Regions from separate parts of the Mus musculus genome. Here regions 2, 3, 4, 5, 6 and 7 are each linked to region 1. The links are chromatin contacts, called in public HiCAR-type, HiChIP or PLAC-seq, Micro-C and promoter capture Hi-C maps. All regions are on one chromosome and are shown on one strand. The core of a region is the stretch at or near the end of the contact, and the rest is flanking DNA. Distances in the headings are between cores, read along the strand shown. Region 1 holds the start of Irx2 (Iroquois homeobox 2). Region 2 has its middle 120 kb from the start of Gm40998. Region 3 has its middle 140 kb from the start of Gm40998. Region 4 holds the start of Ice1 (interactor of little elongation complex ELL subunit 1). Region 5 holds the start of Adamts16 (a disintegrin-like and metallopeptidase (reprolysin type) with thrombospondin type 1 motif, 16). Region 6 holds the start of 8030423J24Rik (RIKEN cDNA 8030423J24 gene). Region 7 has its middle 42 kb from the start of Mir466f-4.

Region 1 (3,052 bases), core at 546-3,045:
CCCTCCCTTGAATGAGTATGCCCCACCCAGGGTCTTTTCTGTAGATGCTAGACAGTAAATAACTCAGGGTATAAAGGGGAGTGGGCTCTGCACAGGCACCGAGACTGCTGAAAGGGGTTCAGAAGTTCTGGGGGGTGGCGGGGGGGGGGGCAATAAGGGGAGGGTGTATGGTGGTGGCAGTGTTTGAGTAGAGTGCCTGGAAAGTTCCTACCAAAAGTGATAAATTTGCTTGCCTGCCTGCCCGGGAAAAATTGTCTCCAGTCCATCACTACAATTGATCCCTGGTTCCCTGGGACCTGGACAAGACAAAAAGCAGCCTGGCTGACTACAGCATTCATTCGGTGTCACGGATCTGGCTGCTGCAGGAGCTGGAGCGCCACGATCCAGGCCTAAGCAGAAGCCAGGCGCTCACAGGCAGGAGAACTCTGCCGCCCTCTACTAGCTTCAGAGCCCACCGAGAATAAAATGGAAGCTCAGGCCCGCGCGCCAGGTTTCAGAGTCCTCGTGCTCTACCTAGCAAGCTTCAAGGAGACACCTGTTGGGCGGGCGCCCCCTCCCGGGCCAGCTCACACCTGACCCCTACGAATCCCAAGCGCCCCCCATTGACGCTCCTTTACATCCAGCGTACTAGTGCCCATCCTGGCCATCGACTCCCCTCACTTGGGGAAAGGGAGCAGGTATGGTCGAGAAAGTTTAGGGGCTGGGACCTAAGGGCTCAAGGGACCCGCGAGTCAACTCCTGGACCTCAGGTTACCTGAACCACCTCACGACTGCGACACTTCACAAGCTGGCCCATGTCCTTTCGGGAAGTGGCAGTGGATACTCTAGCAAAGTCAAGTCAGCTCTCCTGACAGGAACCTCTCCCCCAATTTCGAACAGGCATTCAACTTAACAAAAGAAAACAAAAACTCTTTTTGGACCAGAGTGGCGTTTGTTGAAGCGAGTCACTCACTGGCGTGTTCCAGACGTTAACGGACATGATGTTCCTAACACGGCCTGAAATCTTCTCTGTGGACTTGGACAGAAGCCTCACCACGGGGCCTCCCACAGCTTCAAACCGAAACGCTCAGATTCCGGGTAGATGCTTGGCAGCCCAGGCACCAGGAGCAGGAGACCGGACGGGAAGCCACACGGGCAGCCTCAGCCTGGAGTACAGGCGGACAGAGGACTGTAGAAGTGGGATGCCCAGGCAACTCTGCAGGTGTCTCCACACTGCCCTCCATCTCCCTGCGGTGTCTGCCCTGGACACCGCATGCGACCTGGGCTGCTATCTTCAGGGTGATGAGGGGTGCCCGATCCGTATGTTCTCCAGGTGGATCGGACCTGGCCCGACTGCAGGAGGCCTTTGCTGACCAGTGCTAGGCGAGCAAGAGCGCCGGCAGTGCCCGGATGGGGCCCCGGGAAGGAGAAAGGTGGCTGGGCCAAGGCGGGAGTCGGCGGCGGGGTGCGCGGACGTGGCTGAGAGGATGTGCCAGTGGGAGGGGGTGAGCGCTACGCCCAGTTTGGCCAGGCTGGGCTTCACCGCTGCAGGCTGCGGGCCGGGGCGGGAGTGGAGAGAGGCCGCTGCGCGACAAAAGCCTGCACGTCCCTCCCTCCAGCCTCTGGCTGCCACTCCTCCGCCTTCCCCTCCACTTCCCACCCCTCCGCTCTCTGCCCCTCCCCCGGCCTCAGCGGGGCCTCGGCGGCGGGCGGAGCAGGGGAGGGGCGGGCACCAGAATATGCAGATGAGAGTGTGACGGACAGCTCGGCGTTCCAATGTCCCTCGGAAACTCGAGCGCTCCTTCCTCAACTCCTCACTCCTGACTGCAGACTCCCCCAAATCCCGACCGCCGGCCTGGCGCGCGGCTGCGCCCACCGGCTCCGCGCTGCCGCTACCGCCGCCCCGCCGATCCTCCAGCCCCGCGCCCAGCCTAGCGCCCACCAGCCCAGCCTGCTCCGGCCCGCGGCCTCGGTGCGCCCCGGCCGGGCGTGGATGGAGGGCGCCGCGCGCGCTGCCCGCTGCTCCGTGTGACGCGGGCCCCGCGCCCCGCGCCCACCATGTCCTACCCGCAGGGCTACCTGTACCAAGCGCCCGGCTCGCTGGCGCTCTACTCGTGCCCCGCGTACGGCGCGTCCGCGCTGGCGGCGCCGCGCAGCGAGGAGCTGGCGCGTTCGGCGTCGGGCTCCGCGTTCAGCCCGTACCCCGGCTCGGCGGCCTTCACAGCGCAGGCGGCAACCGGCTTCGGCAGCCCGCTGCAGTACTCGGCGGACGCCGCCGCCGCCGCGGCTGCCGGCTTCCCGTCCTACGTGGTAACTGCTTTGGGGTGGGGGCTGGGGAGACCCGGACCAGGGAGTGAGTTGAGCTGAGCGCTGGGGACGCGTTGCGGGTGGCAGCTCCAAAGTCACCAGCACCCGTTGCCGCACTAAACAAGGGACGGGACTGACCTGCAGAGCTCGTAGGCTGATTTCCCTTGAGCTCGTGCGAAGTGCTACTCCACCCGTGCCTGGGCCAAGAGTAATCTCTAATCCGCGCGTGCCGATTGCTGGGGCTGCGAAATCTGTCCACTGCTCTCCGCGTGGTTCCAAGCTGAGGGCCCCGGCTGCCCAGGCCTCTAGGGCCAATGCCGCAAGCTTTGGGTTTCTTGGCCAGACTGGTGGCGGCGGGGTCACGGGGTGGGGGGGTGGGGATGCGGGTGGGGGGGGGGTGGGGTGGGGATAGGCTGAGCCTGTGGCTCTCGCCCTAGACCCAGGCCGAAGCTCTTTAGTGTTGGCCGTTTTCTGTCTCGCTGACCCGGCTTTCAGGGAAAAAAAAATAATGTGTTAACGGGTTTGGGACCCGCTAAGTGCTGCCAGAGTTCGTAGTAGGCCTATGGGTTCCAGCTCCGTAGATCCGGGATCTGTCTGAGCATCTCTGAGTTCTGAAAACAGGCCCCGCCAGAGCGGGTCTTGGCAGTTTTGGGGTGTGTGAAGACATTGTGTATGGGCGGAGGGGGTTTGCTCTAGGTGGAATTCCCTGGGTAGGAACCAGGCCTTGGGAAAAGGTTACAAACCTCTCCTAGTTAAACGTTAAAGG
Region 2 (2,830 bases), core at 192-2,691, 1.4 Mb before region 1:
TATCAGAAGTAACAATTTACCTTTCAGTCTCCAACCCTGTCATTACATTGACAACCTTGTAGCAGCTGCCCCATAACTACTTATCAACCATAAAACATTTTCTCCTTTGGTGCCCAGTGTAGATGTGCATAGAACCTGTAACTACAGCCACACCTACTACGGCTTGATGTTTTGATGTTTTCCTATATCCTTTTGTATCGGGGAGACTTTTTCATAGTTTATTATGCATTAATGTTTATCTGGAATATTTCTTCACATTATGTTCCATTTTTAGTCTAGTCTAATCTTAGCTTTATGGAACATATGAGGATCAGAGTAGGATAAGGACATACCTGATATACTGTTAATAAAATGTCCATGCCAGGGGTGACACGTCTGTCTCTATTCGGTGAAAACAGAAAGGAAATTGGATAAGACAGAGAAGGATGTACTAGGATCCTTTGGAAGTCTGAGATTTAAGGGAAGGAATTTACATAAGCGCTGAGGGTCAGACAATTCATCTAGACCAGTGGTTCTCAAGGTCTTCAGTGCTGCGACCCTTTAATAAAGTTCCTCATGTTGTGGTTAACACCCATCAAAAAATTAATTTTGTTGCTACCTCATAACTGCAATTTTGCTACTGTTATGAATCATAATGAAAACACTTGTTTTCCAGTGGTCTCAGGTGACTTCTGTGAAGAGGTCATTCAACACCTCACAGAAGTCATGACCCACAGGTTGAGGACGGCTGATCTGGAAGGCATTGAAAAGGTGCAAACAAATATAATGATGCCAGAGGAGCCTACACTTCACCAGGAAAACCAATACTATTTCATATTATTCATGAGTTTTCTGGACTCCTAGCCCGTTTTATGCTTTAGATGTATCTCCTAAAATTCTTACATAACATCAGTTATGTTAAGAGAGGTGGAACGATGACAGATTCCATCATCTCCTCCTGTTGACGCTGGATCTATCATTTTAAACTTTGCCAGCAAAGTTAAAAACATCTCCAAGCTGCTTACAAACACCAACTCTAAAGGCACATTGGACGCGTTAGTACATTTAGCTCCATAGAAGGAGGGAGCAGATGGGCTTCCAGAGCACATGGGTGGCATGTGTGATTGATGTCTGAGAGTTAAGGGAGAGGAACGACTCAAAGCCTGTTGGAAAAGTGAAACTTTACCTGAAGGGTTTGGTAAACAGACCCAGAGACTTCAGAGCCAAAGGGAACAGAAGTCAGGGGGCTGAGTTAGGCGCCTGGGGACAGTGCCACCACTTCTGGGAAAAGCAAGTTAAGAGGTTAGTGAGAGATAGTCAACTAAGTAAGTGTATTTCCATTTGTAAGTTAATAAATTCAAGAGAAACCCAGCTGAGATCTGAATGCTCAGCCTGCTCAGGGTGAGAGTTACATTTTAAACCAAACAGGGCTCCATCAATGATGGCCCTTAAGGCAGGCAGTGTCCCATGAATTGCAAATGCTGAGGCTAATAGCTTTCCCAGGAGTTTGCTTCCTGTTAGGGCCCTTCCATGCCTTCATCCACTTAAGTGTGGAAAAGCCTTGCAGTTGTGAGCTCAGAGCTCAGTGCAGAGTGTTTTCCACATTACTGCTAATATGGAAAAAGCACAGGTATGGCGTCTGTGTTGTTTATCATAATATCCACGGTAGTTAACTGCCTGTCACCTTTGCCCCTTGCCACTCTTCTCTTCTCTGAGCTCCTAACCCTGCCCGTGCCTTTCCAATAGTGCCAGAGTCAAGGAGAGCATCCTGGTGAGTCCGCTGGCCTCTCTCCAGGACTATGACTGCTCCCTTTCAATGAGTAATCCAAATACCAATGTCCCATGACAGAACAGAGACTAAAGAAAGCCAACTGGATTAGATGCCTTTCTCACTACTGTGATACAACATACCCAACACGCAACTTAAGGGGAAAGTTCTGAGTTTGGCTCAGGGTCTGAGGAGATGTAGGCAGTCAGGTGGGAAGATGCATCAGGGCAGGAGCTGGTCACACCTGAGTGGATCAGGAGGCAGACAGGTGGCTGGAAGCAGGTGCTGTCCTCTCAAACTTACTTCTTGCAGCTATACCCCCCTCTCAAACAATGCCAGCATCTAGGAACTAAGTATGCAAGCATAGGAGCTGATGACTCGGTCTCCTCTGATCTTGGGCTTGTAAACCATTGTATAGTAAAGACAGGCTAGGTGCCTTGCTGTTTATGCCTTAATCTGTTTCATAAGGATTGGTCTGTAACCTTAACTATAAATGGTTTTGTGCTGCCAGTTCCCTGAAATGGCAACCATGCCTTTGTTGCAAATGGTTATTATGACCACCTGTTGTTCTGACTACCTTGGTATGATTACCTTGTTATAACCAACTTGCAACAATGTCTTTGTTTCACAAGAGGTTGTTACAGCCAAGTTGTTATACTCTGCTTGTTATACTCAGTTAGGCCCTGCTTATTGGCCTGCCAAATCTCCCATTTTGAAACCCCTTACCCCTGAGCTATTAAAAGAACCTGTATTTTGACCACGTCAGGTGTTAACCTTTTGAACCCCAACTTCAGGGGAGGCAGTATGTGCACACAAATAAAAAAACCTTACTTTCATGAATGTGTCCATGATGATGCATGTTGGTGATCTTTCTCCTCACATCTTTTGGATTCACAGAACCCGTTGGTGACATTTCAAATTTCACGGTAATATTAATCATCCTGAAGTAATCATCACCCTTCTTAAAATTAGCATTAGGTCTCAGCGTTCGTGTTGAGTAATCTTTTCTCATGGACTTTAAGGTGTGGCAGGACACTTTTAGGTCACCATGACTAACAGTGTGTGAAACATATTCACCTTTGT
Region 3 (3,005 bases), core at 208-2,707, 1.4 Mb before region 1:
CTCATTAAATGTGCAGATTGTCAGTCAGAACTCACTGTCATTTGTGTCTTCCTTACAGTTCCCAAGCCGATCGTTTATAGACATACATACACAAACATTGCATGTACATAGACCCACACTGCATAGGCAGTATTATATTTAGACCAAACTATGGAACTATGTATGACTCTTGGAAAGTAAATGCAGTGCGGTGTAGAAACAGAACTGCTGTTTATTCCTTGACTGTGAACAACTATACTCAGACAGGAGATTATTCAGAAGTATTGAGACCAATTAATAAATGAAATGGGTAGGTGCATTGATACCAATTAATAAATGAAATGAGTAGATGGTTTACTCTACCTGAGAGACAGTTAGAGTTTAGTTAAATAGGAACTTGAAGCTAAGGCTTTGTAGATTTTTAGCATTTAATCTATGTGTGTATTTCACTTTAACTACACACAGTTAACTCCTTTATGGAAATTTTTTTTCTTAATATCATTGGGGAGAGAGGGTCAAAAAATTAACATGTCTTCATGCTTCGAAAAGCTAGCTGATGGGGGAAAGGATACACTCATTACAAAAATACCATTTCTCCTCAAAGATCTGAGGCCCCTAGGTGACACTGCTTTGCATCTTAACATAAAATATGTAATGTAGAACCTTCTGGTGTTAGCAGATAGCGCCAGAATACTCTGCCCTGGGCAGTTTGCAAAGATGCAAGATACTCAAGCCTTGGGGGAATGCAAAGAAAATATTCCTCCTATAAATACAGGACCCTGATCACCAGTGAGCGAATATTCTGGAAGGCACTGTCAATTTGGAATGTCATCTCCAGGCAGAAGTATTTTTTTTTTTTCTGAATTAAAAAAAAAAAAAAGATGTGCACATAGCTAGGTGTGTATTCCGTATTTACATATTCAAAAGTGTATGTGAATACTGGGAAAAACTGCAGGAAATGTTCCACAGAAGCAAACAGTGCCTTCTAGGAACAACCCCAAGGACATACTCATTACTTACAGGCCTGTTACTAAGAGAAGGCTTGCACCAATCCGTACCCTGCTGGGATTCACATCTCAGGCATCACATCCATGAGTGTGTTCTTTATTAGAAGAATCCATGAGCGGGTACTCTTTCGGCAAAGCAGTCTTCGCTCCTCTCATCTGCTCTATAGCAGAAGCATTTGCAGCTGACAATGAGCTGATTTCCAGCTCACAACCTCTTTCCTGCACTCTGGCAGGAGCTTAGATTGCTCTTAAGGTAGATCCTCTAAGGCCCCTGAGCAACCGTGAATCTAAAAGCAGTTTGTCTGAGAGCTTTTCTTCCTTCTTTTTAGGCTCACCCTTTCACAGGGAGAAGGCATTTCAGGAGCTTGCTTTGTACCCTTTGCGTATAAATATAGAGAGATACAGAGTAGAGGCAGATGGAGCCGTGCAGTGTTGGTGTGCCAGTTGCAATGTCACTCTGATTCGCACGTTTCCCCTGTCTCCCTGTCCCCTGGGGCAGGTAGAAGTATTATGCCTTTTCTTGTATACCACTGACTACCCTTGTCAAGTGCTTTAAAAAATAAATGATTAATAATTTTTGAAAAAAAATCACCTTTGTCCTTGGATCTTAAAGTTTTACTTGAATGGCTTTGCTGAGTACAACATGTGCACTCTTAAATCAATGGTATCTGCTTGATCTAACATTCATAATTCTGCAAGCCAAGCCAAGATCAAAAACAATAGGCGCCTTTAGCTATCTCAAATGTTTTGAATTCATATGGTATGAAAGGACCCAGAATATCTAAAAGTATGTACGACAAGGGAACTTGGCAAAAAAAATAATTATTTAGAAGGATATGATGAAATCTATGAAAGATCTTTCAGTTTTATTCAAAAGGATTTTGAAAAATAAATTTGCCTCAGGAATTTCTCATGGTTTTGTGCCCATAGTGGATTTTCTTTGGAGTATAGTTCACAAGAAAGGTTAAGAAGAAAATTAAATGTATGCTGTACAGAGTTTCATTAGACATTGTGATGTTTTAGAGTTTATACTGTCCAAAAATTATGAGATTGGCATATATTATAATATTGTTCCACTAGTGGGAAGGATGGATTATTTAACAAATAGTGCTGACAGGGCTGCTAAGAGGTCTAAAAATCCTTAAATGGCAAAAATGGTAAACAGTTGAAATTGTGTATACATATTCTAAAAATGAAGACAAATTAAACCAGAGATGGAGATCATTATGGGGTGAGTCCACAATGCTCTAAAGTTTAGAAAATGAACAACTCACTTTTTAATTATATGCAAAAGTCCCTCAATGTCAGTGGAAATTGAAATTTCTTTTTAATTGAATTGCAATTTAAGACAATCGTGTAAAACTTTCTGGAAAGTCAATAAAGCAGTGCTTTGGGGGAGATTTATAGTATGAAAGATTTATATTAAAATAAAAAATGGCCTCAAATAAATTGGTAAAACTTATTAAAAATTAGATGATTAAAAATTACATTTAAAGTAAATGGGAAGAAGAAAACAACATATAATATTGCAAATCAAGAGAAATACATCAGAACAAAGAGAGCAGGGATAGTCTCCCAAAGTCAAAAACAGCAGAGCACTTCTCTAAGCTTCACTGCCACCAAAAGCTCAGTGAGGAAGCATCACCAAACACAGGGCTGCAACATTCCCGACTTCCTTGGACAGGCTTACAGGCTCATCTAAACAATCAGGTCTCACTGCAGGGAAGGTAAATTATATGGATAGTATCGCTCTATCAAACACATAAAAATTGAATTCTATATCTTCCCAGCACTTTGTCAGGAGTTAGAATGCCTCCTCAGGTGTGTCCCTTTAGGTTGCTGTGGTTAAGGGTCTGTCAGAAGGTCTGATCTGGGAAGCTTTCCTTCACCTGTCTACCCTCACTCTTCCTCAGGAGAACTTACTTCTAAAGGATGCATTTGTGCTCATTGTGAATAAGCGTAGAGAGATGCAGAACAGAGAGAGAGGAGAAACAGAGAAAAAAAGCTCACTTTTAGTTC
Region 4 (3,102 bases), core at 259-2,758, 2.0 Mb before region 1:
CCCAGGCCTTGAGGCATCCACTAGGATGTCGGGCTTCAAAGAAATCAACCGAACTCGCTCTCCTATAACCTTGTTCAAATACGATTTTTCCAAAGACCAGAAAATCTCAGCAGCCAAAAGCCTGGTCCTTACCCACTCTCCCCTCCTACTTTTGCCTGTTTGTTACCAATATGTTGCTTCTAATGTAACTTTCCTCTTCTCTTTGCGTACATTGTTATAAACTAGCAGGGGATCAAAAAATTTGAGTAAATAGGCTCAAAACACAAATATGGTCCATTAAAGAAGCGTTCCATTCAGAATCTTTTAAGGGAGGGGAGGGTTATAAGATGCCTACACGATGTGGCCTAGCTACAACATGGCTTGACTCTCCATCTTCTCTATGAGAGTGCCAAACCATTTCCTATTCTCCAAGCAACTAGAACATACGAATCGGCGCAGAGACATTGCACTTTACAATAAAAAGCAAACTTCCACAGATAGCTAGCTAGTCTGCATCCCTTATCTCGTCTCACCAACCCCGAGGCTGCCACAGGCTTTGCTCATCAAACATCAAGAAACCGTCCCACTTGTTAAAACCGATCTCCAGAGCTACTTTTCAACATTCACAACTCCCACTGCCTCAACACCACCTCACCAGAACCCCCTGACATCTTCCATTATTTCCTTCCCAACATCTAAAATCCTGTCGAGTCGTACTTGCGCACGTTCATCTTATCCGTGTCCAGGTGGTTTACCAGAATATGAACAGTGCTTAGAACACTGGGTAGAAAGGGGATGAACTGAACGGGAGCAAGGGCAAGTTCCGTTTTGCCACTGACAATAGGTGAATGGAACTCTAAGACAGAAAGCTGTGCGAGTCTCCAGCCCTGAGCACTGGGGACTATTTCTATTGCATCAGTAAAACCTAGAACCCATCTGCAGCGATCCATTGTTAAGAACAGGACATGACACTGTAACAAACTACCTAGACCCACGTATGTTTATTGGACAATTTTAATCAGACAACTAACATGCTACTTAACAAAAGCTAAGCTTGGCAGTATATTAATAGATACGTGTAAGCTAAAATGCAGTTCCGTTCCGGAATCTTGGAAGTCTAGCGACCTGGGCACGCAACATAAAACCCTTGCCTTCAAACAACAAATAATTAGGAGTGCGAGGAGGCCTTCATCACAGAGAGGAAGATTCCCTCCGCGCGTAGACAGCGTCACCCACCAACCAAACTGGGCCCTGCAAACCCTGAGTCGGGAAGACGAGGAGTCCTGAAGAGCACGCTCACTCTGTCCGCCGCCGGCATCGCAGCAGCTGAACCAATTCTGTCCGTGATTAAACAAAGCACCGGCACCCGCCCCCAAAACGGCGCAAAAGGGTCAGCCAGGGATCCTGCGTACCTGCTGCAGGGAGGCGCAGCCCTGACACCGCGCGAGGTCGGCTGGCCCGGGCGCCGCCGGGTGCGTCTCGCCGGGCATCATGGTGCTGCGGCCCGGCCTGCAGGGCGCGCGCTCAGGGGCCCGCTGCCTCGGCCCTGCTCCGCCGCCCCAGCCACCGCCAGCCTGGCCGCTTCCCGCCGGGCGCGGGCAGGTCCATGCGTGCGCCAAGGTCCCCGTGGAGCCGGCCTAGGGCTCAGACCAGCGAAGCAGCCCAGGGCACTTGAGAGCGGCGCAGCCCCGAGGGCCCAAAGCGACGACAGCACACGAGGTCCCCGCCCCACCCAGCCCCGCCCCCCGTCGGGGCTGCCCGCAGATCCGCCTGATCAAAAAGCCAGAACGAAGCGTGGTCGTACAAAAAGCAAAGCCTTAGGACACATCTTGGAAGAGATGAACAAGAGCCAGGGCCTGCCTTCACGAACTGTCTGTGCATCTGTCAGCTGCCTCATTACAGGCCCTGTGTAGACGCCTAAATCCCTTCAGCCTCCAAGGGGCGGGGGTTTTGCGATGTCATTGGCATGCCGACCACCGAAGGAGGACCCGAGCCTGGGTTTGGAAAGTGCGAACGCTTCTTGCAGAGCTACTGCACTATTCTCCCAGTAGACAGGCAGGGAGCGGAAGAAAAACTACAATTCCCGGAGTGCCTCGCAGCGGCAGGGTGAGCACCGCCTGGAGGCCAACCTCTAGGGCTCCATGCTCTGCTACTAACGTGTGGGGTGTGTCTGCACGCAGCCAACCAGACAAACCCCTTCGAGCCGGTTTCCCAGTCATCTTCACCCTTAGGCTGGAGAGGTGGAAAGAAGAAATCCTCATTCAGCTTTAAAAGCCACTTGAAATCAGGGCTTGAACTCTCGCTGACATCCTAGCATTGTATCCACTCTCCTCAGAAACTTTGTTGCCATCAGTATCTGTCTACTAGGAAGTTTCTGGCGGCTCCTCATCTTCTGGTTACAAAGTCCCAATCTCAACAACAGTGTTGCATTTATTAGTGAGGGTTCTCTAGAGTCACAGAACTTATGGGTAGACTCTATATAGTAAGGGAATTTATTGATGACTTATACTCTGTAGTCCAACTCGCCAACAATGGTCAGCAGCAGCTGTGAATGGAAGTCCAACGATCTAGCAGTTGCTCAGTTCCACAGGGCAAGCAGGCAAAGAAGAGAGAGCCTATCTTTCTTCATCTAATGTCCTTATGTAGGTCTCTAGCAGAAGATACGGCCCAAATTAAAGGTGTGTGTCACCATGCCTGGATCTGGGACTTGCTTTGTCCCAGATGACCTTGAACTCAGAGAGCTTCCAATCTTAATCTCTTGGGATTCATAGCCAGTATATGCCTCAAGATCTCCACGATAGGGGCTGGTCAGATGGCTCAGCGGGTAAGAGCACCTGACTGCTCTTCCGAAGGTCCAGAGTTCAAATCCCAGCAACCACATGGTGGCTCACAACCATCCGTAACAAGATCTGACTCCCTCTTCTGGTGTGTCTGAAGACAGCTACAGTGTACTTACATATAATAATAAATAAATCTTAAAAAAAAAATCTCCACGATAAGATCCAGGTCAGAAACTTGTATCTCCCAGCCACCAGATTAGGATCACAGGTGAGCCTTCCAATTCTGGATTGTAGTTCATTCCAGATATAGTCAAGTTGACAACCAGGAATAGCCACTATAATT
Region 5 (2,929 bases), core at 389-2,888, 1.8 Mb before region 1:
TTTTTTTTTTTAAGTTTTATTCTGAAAGTAGTGCAAAGTCCAAAGTTAGAGCATGAACATTCCTTGTAAGGTCATGATGTGTCAGAATTCGAAGTAAGAGGATCAGAAGAGGGTTGGAGATGCAGGTGACAGAGGGTGGGTTTCAAACACAATAGGCTTTCCCTTGCCTTCTAAACCACTGTACTGTTTGGGTCTGGCGCCCTCCAGTGGCACTCAGAGTCCTAGAGCCGAGACTCATATATCCCTTCTTAAACCCTGTTTTCAGTAGGAGGAATTCAGTTCTTGTAAGTTTATCCTGATGAAGGAAGCGATAATGAGGGTTTCCGAAGTGTCAATTGTTTAATCCTGTACATATTCTAAAAATCTGCCGAAAAGATTAAACCTGGCTCGCCTCTGGTCGCCATTTCTGCTAACAATCTCAAGCTAATTCATCCCAGGAAAGGACAGGGTGAGTAAAATCCTGCATTTGCTGTGGACCCAGCACAAACCTCCTAGCAAGTGCAATGGCCTGCTTTCTCAGTCACCAGGTGTCATTGCTAGGACACCTCACAGGGGAAACCCACTTGTGAATCACTGAGGTGGCTGAACCTTGCAGAAGACTTGAATTCGAGTTCATGTTCAAGGAGGTCCAGGACACATCCTTTGGATGTCCCCTGTGCTATTAATTAACATTAAAGCGATATTAATGAGGTTGCCTTCTGTCTCCTCCTGTGACAGTCAAAGTGGAGAAAGCTTCAATGTGAAAGAAAGGAGAGGGGGGAAGATGCTGGAGTGGGGACTACGTTGCTTATAATAGATTTGGTGTATACATTAATGATGTCAATATATAGAGTGATCTGGAGTCTTCCTACACCCAGATATCTCACTCCCCCAATGTAACTCTGGCTAGCCATTATCATTTTACTAGGAAATAGGATACAGACGTTGGTCGGAAGTCATTCTTGAGCATGATCTTGTGCTCGAAATGAATAGAAAGAGCAAGATAGCATCTTCAAAGCTTTTGGCGTCCTGAGTCCCAGGAGACTTGCAGACCAGCATAGGGGGTTGCTGGCTGCTTACCTGTGAGGAACCGAGAGCCCCCACCGCGCGAACTTACCACCGGTTTCCAGCCAGCTGGACCCAGAGAATGGGGGAGGCTGCGGGTCTTCCGGGCTCCCAGACGCTGCAGCTGCGAGTCCCAGGGCGCACGCAGGTGTCTGCTAGGGGGAAAAAAAAAACGAGGACACCTCAGTGAAAATGCGGGCACTGCAGAGCTCAGCCAAGGGCGGAATGCACTTGCAGCCATCAGACTCTGCTGGTCCTAGCGCCAGGACTCACCTGCTCACTGACCTGCGCCAGCAGCAGCACCCAGAGCGCAGCACAACCTCGGGACTCCATGGCCCCGGTGCCCGAGGGCTCACAGGACTCAGCTCAGCAGTCTAGACTGGGTCACTGGATAGTCCCGGTGTTAGCAGTATGCTAGGGTGCAAAGGACCGACCCGGCAAAATCGCAGGGTTTCCAGGCAGCGATTCCACCATGCACATCAGAGTTATCACTGCAGCTTCGTTCGGCACCGGGAGGTGGAGTGGCAGTGGTGGCGGGGGGCGGCAAAGCACCCGCAGCAACCAAGGGACAGCAGGGAGGAGGGTAGAGAAGGAGAGGGCAGGACTAGGGAGGGCAAAGGAGAGGAGAGGGGAGGGGATAGAGGAGGGAGTAAAGCAGGGAGGAGGGGTACCAGGAGGAGGAGGAGGATAAGGGAGGAGTGGCAGGGAGAGGAGATGAAGCAGACTCATGGTAAGTACTGGGCATCCTTCACGCCTATGACCCAGCAGGAAGGTGTTTTGTCCACCTACATGAGAACTTGGGGTAGAGACAAGGCCAGGACACAGTCATATCTAGCTGTTCACCCCTGTGCTTTTGTGGAAAACTGTCTTGGTGTGTTACTCCAAAGTCCTCTGCCACCTGCCACCGCTGCAGCTCTGTGGGACTTCTCACTTAAGGGCAAGATTGAGCTGCATAGAGACAGGCATCCAGCATTCATTGTTCTCTAGTCCATCCCCTGGTTACAGACCCTCTGGCCTTCCCTTCTAGTGGGAGATGTATAGGGAGGAATGTATCTGCTTATGAATGAATGTGAGTCCTTAGTTGCCTGGGGCACGTGAAGAAAAGGGGTGAATGGAGGCGGGGCGGGGCAGGGCAGGGCAGGGTAGGGCAGGCTATGAGGAAGCTGGGTTTCTTTCTCACGCCTCTAATTTTTCATTGGACAGCAGTGGCCAATTTCAGATTCACTTTAGACTCTGGCTGACCTGCTGGGAGAGCAGGTGTGAGGCCACTGGGTTCCCAGAGCATCCTAGTAGGAAGTCTAGGAGCCCCAGCCTAGACCAGACCAGGTCTATCCAAGACAACCAGCGAATGCCCTCTCTCCAGCCCTGCGTCCTGGTCCATCATGACCTGAGTATGTGTTTGAGTATGAGCGTCTTTTGTGACCATCAGTGACTGAGAGTGTCTGCTGCAGGGTGGGTACAGATACAGACAGCACTGAGCGCACGGGTAGATGTTTCTACACGCGGGACTGCCAATGACTGTCCATCCCAGCAGCTGCACTCCACTTCCTTCTGCCGGTTGGTCTCACATCTCAGGCTCCCTCCAGCTGCCATTCTAGGGTCCCTCATTTGCAGTCACACTGACCTTGCCTGGTTTGCAAGGCTGAGAAGGGGGATGGCATGTGGAGCAGTGGCTGCAGTTTTCAGGGTGCTCACTCCAGCCTACACTGAGCTGAGATGCCCCAGAGTGGCTCTTTATAAGCCTGAATGAAGTGTCATACATCTCAGAAAGGACAGGGCGGAATCAAGATGAACTGATCTGTGTATGCATATCCCTCTCTCTCTCTCTCTGCTCCCTCCCTTTCTCTCTCAGTCGTTCATATGAAAAATATTGTCAAAGAGTACA
Region 6 (2,725 bases), core at 193-2,692, 1.7 Mb before region 1:
AAAGGAGAAAGTTTCTTGGCATTCTTGGATTGAATGGTTTCCCGTTAGCTGGATGAATCTAAAACCATCATTCACTTGAGACAGACACCTAGAGTTAAATGTAGAAAAGACTTTGGCAACGTGTTCGGTAGAGGGTGATTGTTTTGACTTTGGGTTAATGTTTAATAGTGTAGATAAGTCCGTTAATGCCATGGAACTTGAGTAAGGAAGTTTTATCTTCAAGTAACTTTGGAGAAACCATAGGAGCAATTAAGGATCTGGGTTTGGAAGAATGGTCCTCCACAGTCTCCTCCCGACAGGCCTAGAAGGACCTGGCCAGAGGTATGGAGTCTCTGCACAGGCCTTTTCATGGAGCAGGATCAGACACAGGCTGCTGACAGAGGAAGCAGGTTCATTGAGAGTCCATTTGCAAAGATTTCACCTCTGTTCTCAGGACTGAAACAAAACAGAAACCTATTCAGAGAAGCAGAGCAGGACACATTTATACTACAGGTGTAAGCCTAGATCTGCAGTCTTCAGTTTTTCCGAGTAACTGAAACTCAAAACACACTGTTCACCATTGCTAGGGCTTTCATGCAAAAGCCATTCTCGGATAGCATGGGTGTGCTGTACCCTGTATGGAGAAAACAATTGAAATTCCAACAGTTTGTTTATTTGTTTGGTAGCTAATTCATGATAGATTTCTTTTTTTAAGTGACATGGGGAGTTTGAGCTGGCAGTATCTGAAGCTAGCTGAGTACTATACAAAGAATCCTGGGTGGTACACGGTTCTCTGTAATGTTAAATTCTTGTCCCACGCACAGGAAAGCTCAAGGTAGACTGCAGATGCACAGTCACGGACTCTTAGTCAATACCAAGGGTCTCTTTTGAAAGGCTCTGGCTGTACAACTAAGTGAAGATCTCTCCCACTGATTAAGTCTGCAAATAGCATAAGGTGACACAACAGCTCTGTGAAGAATGCCAGCCCAGCAGGGCCACCAAGAACACCATCTATATCCCTCTACCTACATCTACATACTGTCTACAACCCCATAGATCTGCCCTTCCTTTCTCACCTTCTTCCTCCCTACACTCCTCTTCTTTTGTTCCTTCCCCCTCTTTTTCTAGCTGGCCTTGAACTCACTCTATGGCCAAAGATGACTTCGAACTTCTTATTCTTCTGCACCTACCTCTCTAATGCTTGGGTTGCTGCTGTGCATCATGGTGCCTGGTTTATTAGGTTCTAGGGGTCAAACCTATGGCTTTCTGCATGCCAGGCAACCTAGTCGCATCTCTATGCCCCTCCCTCAAATGTTTTCTGATGTCTAAGTTGCTGAAGTTTGGATAACAGCACCAACAAGTACTATATTCTCAAGGACAGCCTTTGATAAGACAGTGAATACCATGGATTAAAACAAAGAACAGAACGTGTAGGTAATCGTTTTGGGAAGCTTTGCATCAGTGTTCCATACTGTGACCCAAGGGCAGAACTCAAGTCAGTATTAACTGAGAGGCAAATGGTGGCTGTCTCCTGTTTGATGTGCAGGCCTGGAAACCACCAGGTATTAGCTTAATAATTGCAGCTTACCCTTTGTCCACATTGCCTGGTTGCTTGATTAAGGGTGAGCGGTAGAGCTCTTCTTCCAGGCTTGGCTTTATCCTCCCAATGGATTCTTTCTGGTTCAAATCTTATTGCCAAGACTCCTGCCCCCAATTTTAGTAACTATACCAATGCTCTGGTAGGGATCAGGGCTTCTGACAGACATGGGTTGATAGCTAGTAATGTCAGGGCACAGAGGACAGACAGCCTTTCAGTGCATCCTCTCTTTTGCTGAAAGGAAGGCAGTTAGCTGTGGTTCTTCTGCAAGAGGCCAGAGCCTCCCCAGTTGTATCACTTTCTCTGCTGATCTGAAGGAAAGGCTTCTGTGAGAATGGAGTGAAATGGTGGAGAGAAGCAAGCGTTCATGGCTTCACCTGCCATCCCCTGAGGAATGCTGGCTCCGAAGCACACTGCAAGGCCCCTCAGGCAGCCTCAGTACCGAGGTGAGCACTTCTCCCTGCTACTTGTCCTTATGTTATATGTCTGTTTGTATGCTTTTAAATACCCCAATTTCTTAGAGAAGCTTTTGGATAATTCTACCTTGCAACCATCATCAAGGAAAATCAATCCAATGGCAATAAATAAATCAAGAGACAGAACAGTAGGTAGAAAGAGTTGTGTCTTCCAATACACATATACTTACAAGTATCTAAATATATGTTCGCCTCTGTGTGGACATACACACACACACACCATAGGTCCTTGAAACTCATCCTGGACTGCTTCGATGGCTGGATACTGAATGTTTGGTGAGGTGATCTATGTGTTTCCTTCGCAGACTTCCTCTCCGACTTCCGATTGCACCATGAGCAGCATTGTGGCCCATCTCCCTGTTGGCGTTCTAGCGGTGTCTGGGAGAGCCACGCACCTGCATGTGTTGTGCCAGAGGAAGAAGATTTCTATGATGGTCAACACCTGTCCCTCGCTGCTGTAAGCCCTGCCATGAGGGAAACTCACACACAGGCTGATGAACTGAGCAGAGACAATGAGAGCATGAGAAGAGAGCAGATGCCCTGGGAAGGCTCCAGCTGCCGGAGCTTCTCATTGGCGGACAGCCAGCTGCAGAGAAGGAGCAGATACTCAGTGCTGACACAGAGCTGCAGAAGGTTGCCATCGGAAAGTCATTGTATTTTTAGCAGGTTCCAA
Region 7 (2,943 bases), core at 288-2,787, 1.5 Mb before region 1:
AAACAGGCCTGTATTTGATAGCTTACCTCTCATTACGTTTTTTTTTAATTAGATATTTTATTTACATTTCACATGTAATCTGCTTTCCTAGTTTCCTCCCTGAAAATCCCCTATCCTCTCCACGCTCCCCCTGCTCCCCAACCCACCCACTCCCGCTTCCTGGCCCAGGCATTCCCCTACACTGGGGCATAGAGCCTTCACAGGACCAAGGGCCTTTCCTCCCATTGATGGCCGACTAGGCCATCCTCTGCTACATATGCAGCTAGAGACACTAGTCCCACCATGTGTTTTCTTTGATTGGTGGTTTAGTCCCAGGCACAACATACCCATGGAAGGAGTTACAGAGACAAAGTTTGGAGCAGAGACTGTAGGAATGACCATCCAGAGACTGCCCCACTTGGGGATCCATCCCATAAACAACCGCCAAACCCAGACACTATGGCAGACACCAACAACACTTTGCTGACAGGAGACTGATATAGCTGTCTCCTGAGAGGCTCTGCCAGTGCCTGGCAAATACAGAAGTGGATGCTCACAGCCATCCATTGGATGGGGCACAGGGTCCTCAAAGAAGAGAAAGTACTCAAGGAGCTGAAGGGGTTTGCAGCCCCATGGGAGGAACAGCAATATGAACTAGCCAGTGGCCCCAGAGCTCCGTGGGATTAAACCTCATTACTTTCTTGGGTAAAGGTTCATCTCCTAAAGGATCCACAATCATCCAAACAGAATTACTAGTTAGCAAACAGAACTACTAGTTAGGGACCGAGGTTTCAAACCCTTGATGCCAGTGGAAACATTTTACACTCAGTCCACAACAGGTGCTCAAAAAAAAAAACCATACATGCTGCATAGATATTATATAAACCCATTCCCAGAGGTACACCTCCTTACTCTGCTTCACATTCCCCTACGCCTCCCCTAGGTCTGCCACTCACGTTTGCTGGTATAATTGCGTCTTCACTTAGGTGGCTTCTGCTGTTTAGCAGAACCACGGTTACTGATGCAGACACCATGCCCCATGAGATCTTTATGCAACACACACTCATTCAGAGTTTCTCTGAAGCCTCAGAAAGCCCTGACTCTAAAGACAGACAGCATCGTCTTCTGACTCCAGTCTGGATTCCAGAGAATGTCAGTGGCTGGACTGGCCTCTCTGCTCCTCCCTGCACTGCTCTGCCACCTCTGCTGGAGTTCTTGGCCTCTCTGTCCCTTTGTTTCTTCAGTGATAAGGTATGTTAGGGGCACCAGATAACTTGATCTCTGGAAAGCACTGAGAACAACCCCAGTATTTAGCGAGCACTTCTCAGTGTTTGTTAAATGGAGTGAACTGCTTTGGAGAAAGGACTTAGCATTTTCTTGGCAGATGTGCTGGGCATACTTAATATTATTTCAGTCATTCTTATGAATCTTAACTAATGCTGGTCTCCTCGAGAGTCACCACTCAGAATAAATAATGTGTCCTTCCTTTGTTTCTTCACCAGCACTCACCACAGGTCCCCTCGGAGGAGGGCCCTGTGCTCCGCTTCACCCTTTGTGGCCCAGGTTTCTCTTTGTGCCTGGCACACAGGAGGCATTCAGTAAACAGTTGTTTAATTAATTTCATATTGTCTGAGGGTGGCAATTTGCAAAGAAAAAGGAAGGCGATGTTCTCCTTTAGAAAGAGTTTGTTTGGGCCGCGTCTGCCTGCACTTTACAAAAGCAAAGTGTCTTCTGGTTCCATTACATCACCCAGCCAATTAATCAGCACTTGAATGAGTCTCCAGACAGAGCCTTCATTTTGTCTACTTATTAACTTTCATTATGTGCACAGCTAAAGTGTAATTGTGAGCAGGATGGATTATGCTGTAAACTTTTTTCCTATTACACCATTCCTTCACAAATCCCCTTATTAAAGTGTTCCAGGGGTGATATATTATGTTAAGAAGGTTTAAAACATAAGGTGACAATGACCTTCCCTTTAATTAACTATGATGGAGACAAAGGTTAGAACAATGATGATGAGCTGGGCTGAGCACCATAAATCACCTCCACGCGGAAGACAGGACACAGCTACAAAAATAACCTTGCGACTCACAGGTTAAGTGAGCATCCCCACACGCTGTCCCCCACCAGTACTTCTCTGAACACAGCCCCACTGTGTCTCAGGCACAGCAGCTCTGCAGGGGAGAGTACCGATACCACCTCCTCCAAGACCAATCTCAAAAACTTAGCTCTGTTAAAGTGTTTAAAACAATAACAACAACAACACCAATAACATTATCAAGTGACTTTCAGTTTAAAAAAAAAAAAAAAGACAAAGACTAAGCAGGGTCCTTATCATTACTGTTACCCAAGTATAATTGATGCAGTCATATCAGCAAAAAAACATCTTAGGTGTTCTCTCTGACTTGTGAAAATTGAATGCTTACAAATATGGTACATGTCCCCATCCCATCCCATCATCCTTAGCATCCCTCCTTTGACTTTTACTTTGATGAGTTAATGTTTTTCCTTTGGCTTGATAAAAGTTGGGTCAGACTCAATGTTGATAATTATGTTTGTGTATGTGTGTGTGTGTGTGTGTGTGTGTGTGTGTGTGTGTGTGTGTGTGTGTGCTTTATTTTTACTTCATGTAAATAACATGTCTAGCCCTCATCTGTGGAGTCTATGTCCTTTCTCAGGAGTTCTGCTTGTACTCCGTGTGGTGCCAAGCCTCAGTGATCTCCTTAGCACTGTCCTGGCAAGTCCACCCAGCTCACCAGATGGGTGTGTCCACACACTTGTGTGCCTACAGGGCATCTCTTACTTCCTGTGTGTGTTTGTTTACCTTGCTGTCCTTCTGCATACAGAAGGATGGTTTTTACCCGCACTAAACTTTCTGGTTCACATTCTTATGCATATTTTGAGAATGAGTCATTTGATGATGGATTGGATGCTCTCATTAGTCACATCAGCAAAGCAGTG

Evidence for each region. Promoter capture Hi-C pulls out the DNA fragments that hold promoters and counts their contacts. A called contact is a pair of places that touch in the nucleus more often than the background predicts. HiCAR-type assays count read pairs that join an accessible place to other places. HiChIP or PLAC-seq counts read pairs in DNA pulled down with a chosen protein or histone mark.
Region 2: a HiCAR-type map of kidney shows a contact between it and region 1, with 4 times the contacts expected there. The contact joins the enhancer-like site here to the promoter of Irx2 in region 1. A contact is called at or near these places in 4 of 39 promoter capture datasets (the 3T3-L1 cell line, cancer-associated fibroblasts, hippocampal neurons and 1 more), 1 of 484 Hi-C or Micro-C datasets (nephron progenitors) and 5 of 115 datasets of contacts at active chromatin or transcription factors (the NIH/3T3 cell line, embryonic forebrain, embryonic hindbrain and 2 more).
Region 3: a contact with region 1 is called in a HiCAR-type map of kidney, with 20 times the contacts expected there. The contact joins the enhancer-like site here to the promoter of Irx2 in region 1. A contact is called at or near these places in 4 of 39 promoter capture datasets (the 3T3-L1 cell line, cancer-associated fibroblasts, cranial neural crest and 1 more), 1 of 15 datasets of contacts at CTCF or cohesin (stem cell-derived epiblast-like cells), 9 of 484 Hi-C or Micro-C datasets (adipose-derived mesenchymal stem cells, cortical neurons, embryonic fibroblasts and 2 more) and 8 of 115 datasets of contacts at active chromatin or transcription factors (the NIH/3T3 cell line, craniofacial prominence, embryonic forebrain and 5 more).
Region 4: a contact with region 1 is called in a Micro-C map of B cells, with 6 times the contacts expected there. The contact joins the promoter of Ice1 here to the promoter of Irx2 in region 1. A contact is called at or near these places in 4 of 39 promoter capture datasets (the 3T3-L1 cell line, hippocampal neurons and liver), 2 of 484 Hi-C or Micro-C datasets (B cells and adipose-derived mesenchymal stem cells) and 5 of 115 datasets of contacts at active chromatin or transcription factors (the NIH/3T3 cell line, astrocytes, embryonic forebrain and 2 more).
Region 5: a contact with region 1 is called in an H3K4me3 HiChIP or PLAC-seq map of stem cell-derived neural progenitor cells, with 10 times the contacts expected there. The contact joins the promoter of Adamts16 here to the promoter of Irx2 in region 1. A contact is called at or near these places in 1 of 39 promoter capture datasets (cranial neural crest), 1 of 115 datasets of contacts at active chromatin or transcription factors (stem cell-derived neural progenitor cells) and 1 of 9 other capture datasets (embryonic stem cells).
Region 6: a contact with region 1 is called in a promoter capture Hi-C map of hippocampal neurons, with 2.5 times the contacts expected there. The contact joins the promoter of 8030423J24Rik here to the promoter of Irx2 in region 1. A contact is called at or near these places in 2 of 39 promoter capture datasets (hippocampal neurons and liver), 1 of 115 datasets of contacts at active chromatin or transcription factors (stem cell-derived neural progenitor cells) and 1 of 9 other capture datasets (embryonic stem cells).
Region 7: an H3K4me3 HiChIP or PLAC-seq map of stem cell-derived neural progenitor cells shows a contact between it and region 1, with 9 times the contacts expected there. The contact joins the enhancer-like site here to the promoter of Irx2 in region 1. A contact is called at or near these places in 6 of 39 promoter capture datasets (the 3T3-L1 cell line, hippocampal neurons, liver and 2 more), 3 of 484 Hi-C or Micro-C datasets (cerebellum and cortical neurons) and 7 of 115 datasets of contacts at active chromatin or transcription factors (the NIH/3T3 cell line, craniofacial prominence, embryonic forebrain and 4 more).

Annotation. Positions count from the first base shown.
Region 1 is chr13:72,627,025-72,630,076 of GRCm38.p6, forward strand. Irx2 (Iroquois homeobox 2) reads left to right here and starts at 1,796. Exons shown (of 5, transcript NM_010574.4): 1 at 1,796-2,289. The coding sequence starts at 2,038. It overlaps Gm20554 (predicted gene, 20554), which reads right to left and starts at 1,540. Exons shown (of 1, transcript NR_030701.1): 1 at 1-1,540.
Region 2 is chr13:71,270,865-71,273,694 of GRCm38.p6, forward strand. No RefSeq gene overlaps it. Among named protein-coding and RNA genes, the nearest start is that of Gm40998, 120 kb to the right of the region's middle. Within about 2 kb of position 1,442, at least 25 of the 459 cell types and tissues checked have an H3K27ac peak or open chromatin away from gene starts, as enhancers often do. A contact at or near this core is called in kidney, where this site is marked.
Region 3 is chr13:71,250,059-71,253,063 of GRCm38.p6, forward strand. No RefSeq gene overlaps it. Among named protein-coding and RNA genes, the nearest start is that of Gm40998, 140 kb to the right of the region's middle. Within about 2 kb of position 1,458, at least 3 of the 459 cell types and tissues checked have an H3K27ac peak or open chromatin away from gene starts, as enhancers often do. A contact at or near this core is called in kidney, where this site is marked.
Region 4 is chr13:70,636,126-70,639,227 of GRCm38.p6, forward strand. Ice1 (interactor of little elongation complex ELL subunit 1) reads right to left here and starts at 1,509. Exons shown (of 19, transcript NM_144837.3): 1 at 1,392-1,509. The coding sequence starts at 1,472.
Region 5 is chr13:70,840,173-70,843,101 of GRCm38.p6, forward strand. It overlaps Adamts16 (a disintegrin-like and metallopeptidase (reprolysin type) with thrombospondin type 1 motif, 16), which reads right to left and starts at 1,639. Exons shown (of 23, transcript NM_172053.3): 1 at 1,318-1,639; 2 at 1,097-1,199. The coding sequence starts at 1,377. It overlaps Gm36529 (predicted gene, 36529), which reads left to right and starts at 278. Exons shown (of 4, transcript NR_167928.1): 1 at 278-448.
Region 6 is chr13:70,881,506-70,884,230 of GRCm38.p6, forward strand. 8030423J24Rik (RIKEN cDNA 8030423J24 gene) reads left to right here and starts at 1,443. Exons shown (of 3, transcript NR_157373.1): 1 at 1,443-1,541; 2 at 1,894-2,022; 3 at 2,358-2,725.
Region 7 is chr13:71,147,409-71,150,351 of GRCm38.p6, forward strand. No RefSeq gene overlaps it. Among named protein-coding and RNA genes, the nearest start is that of Mir466f-4, 42 kb to the left of the region's middle. Within about 2 kb of position 1,538, at least 28 of the 459 cell types and tissues checked have an H3K27ac peak or open chromatin away from gene starts, as enhancers often do. A contact at or near this core is called in embryonic forebrain and stem cell-derived neural progenitor cells, where this site is marked.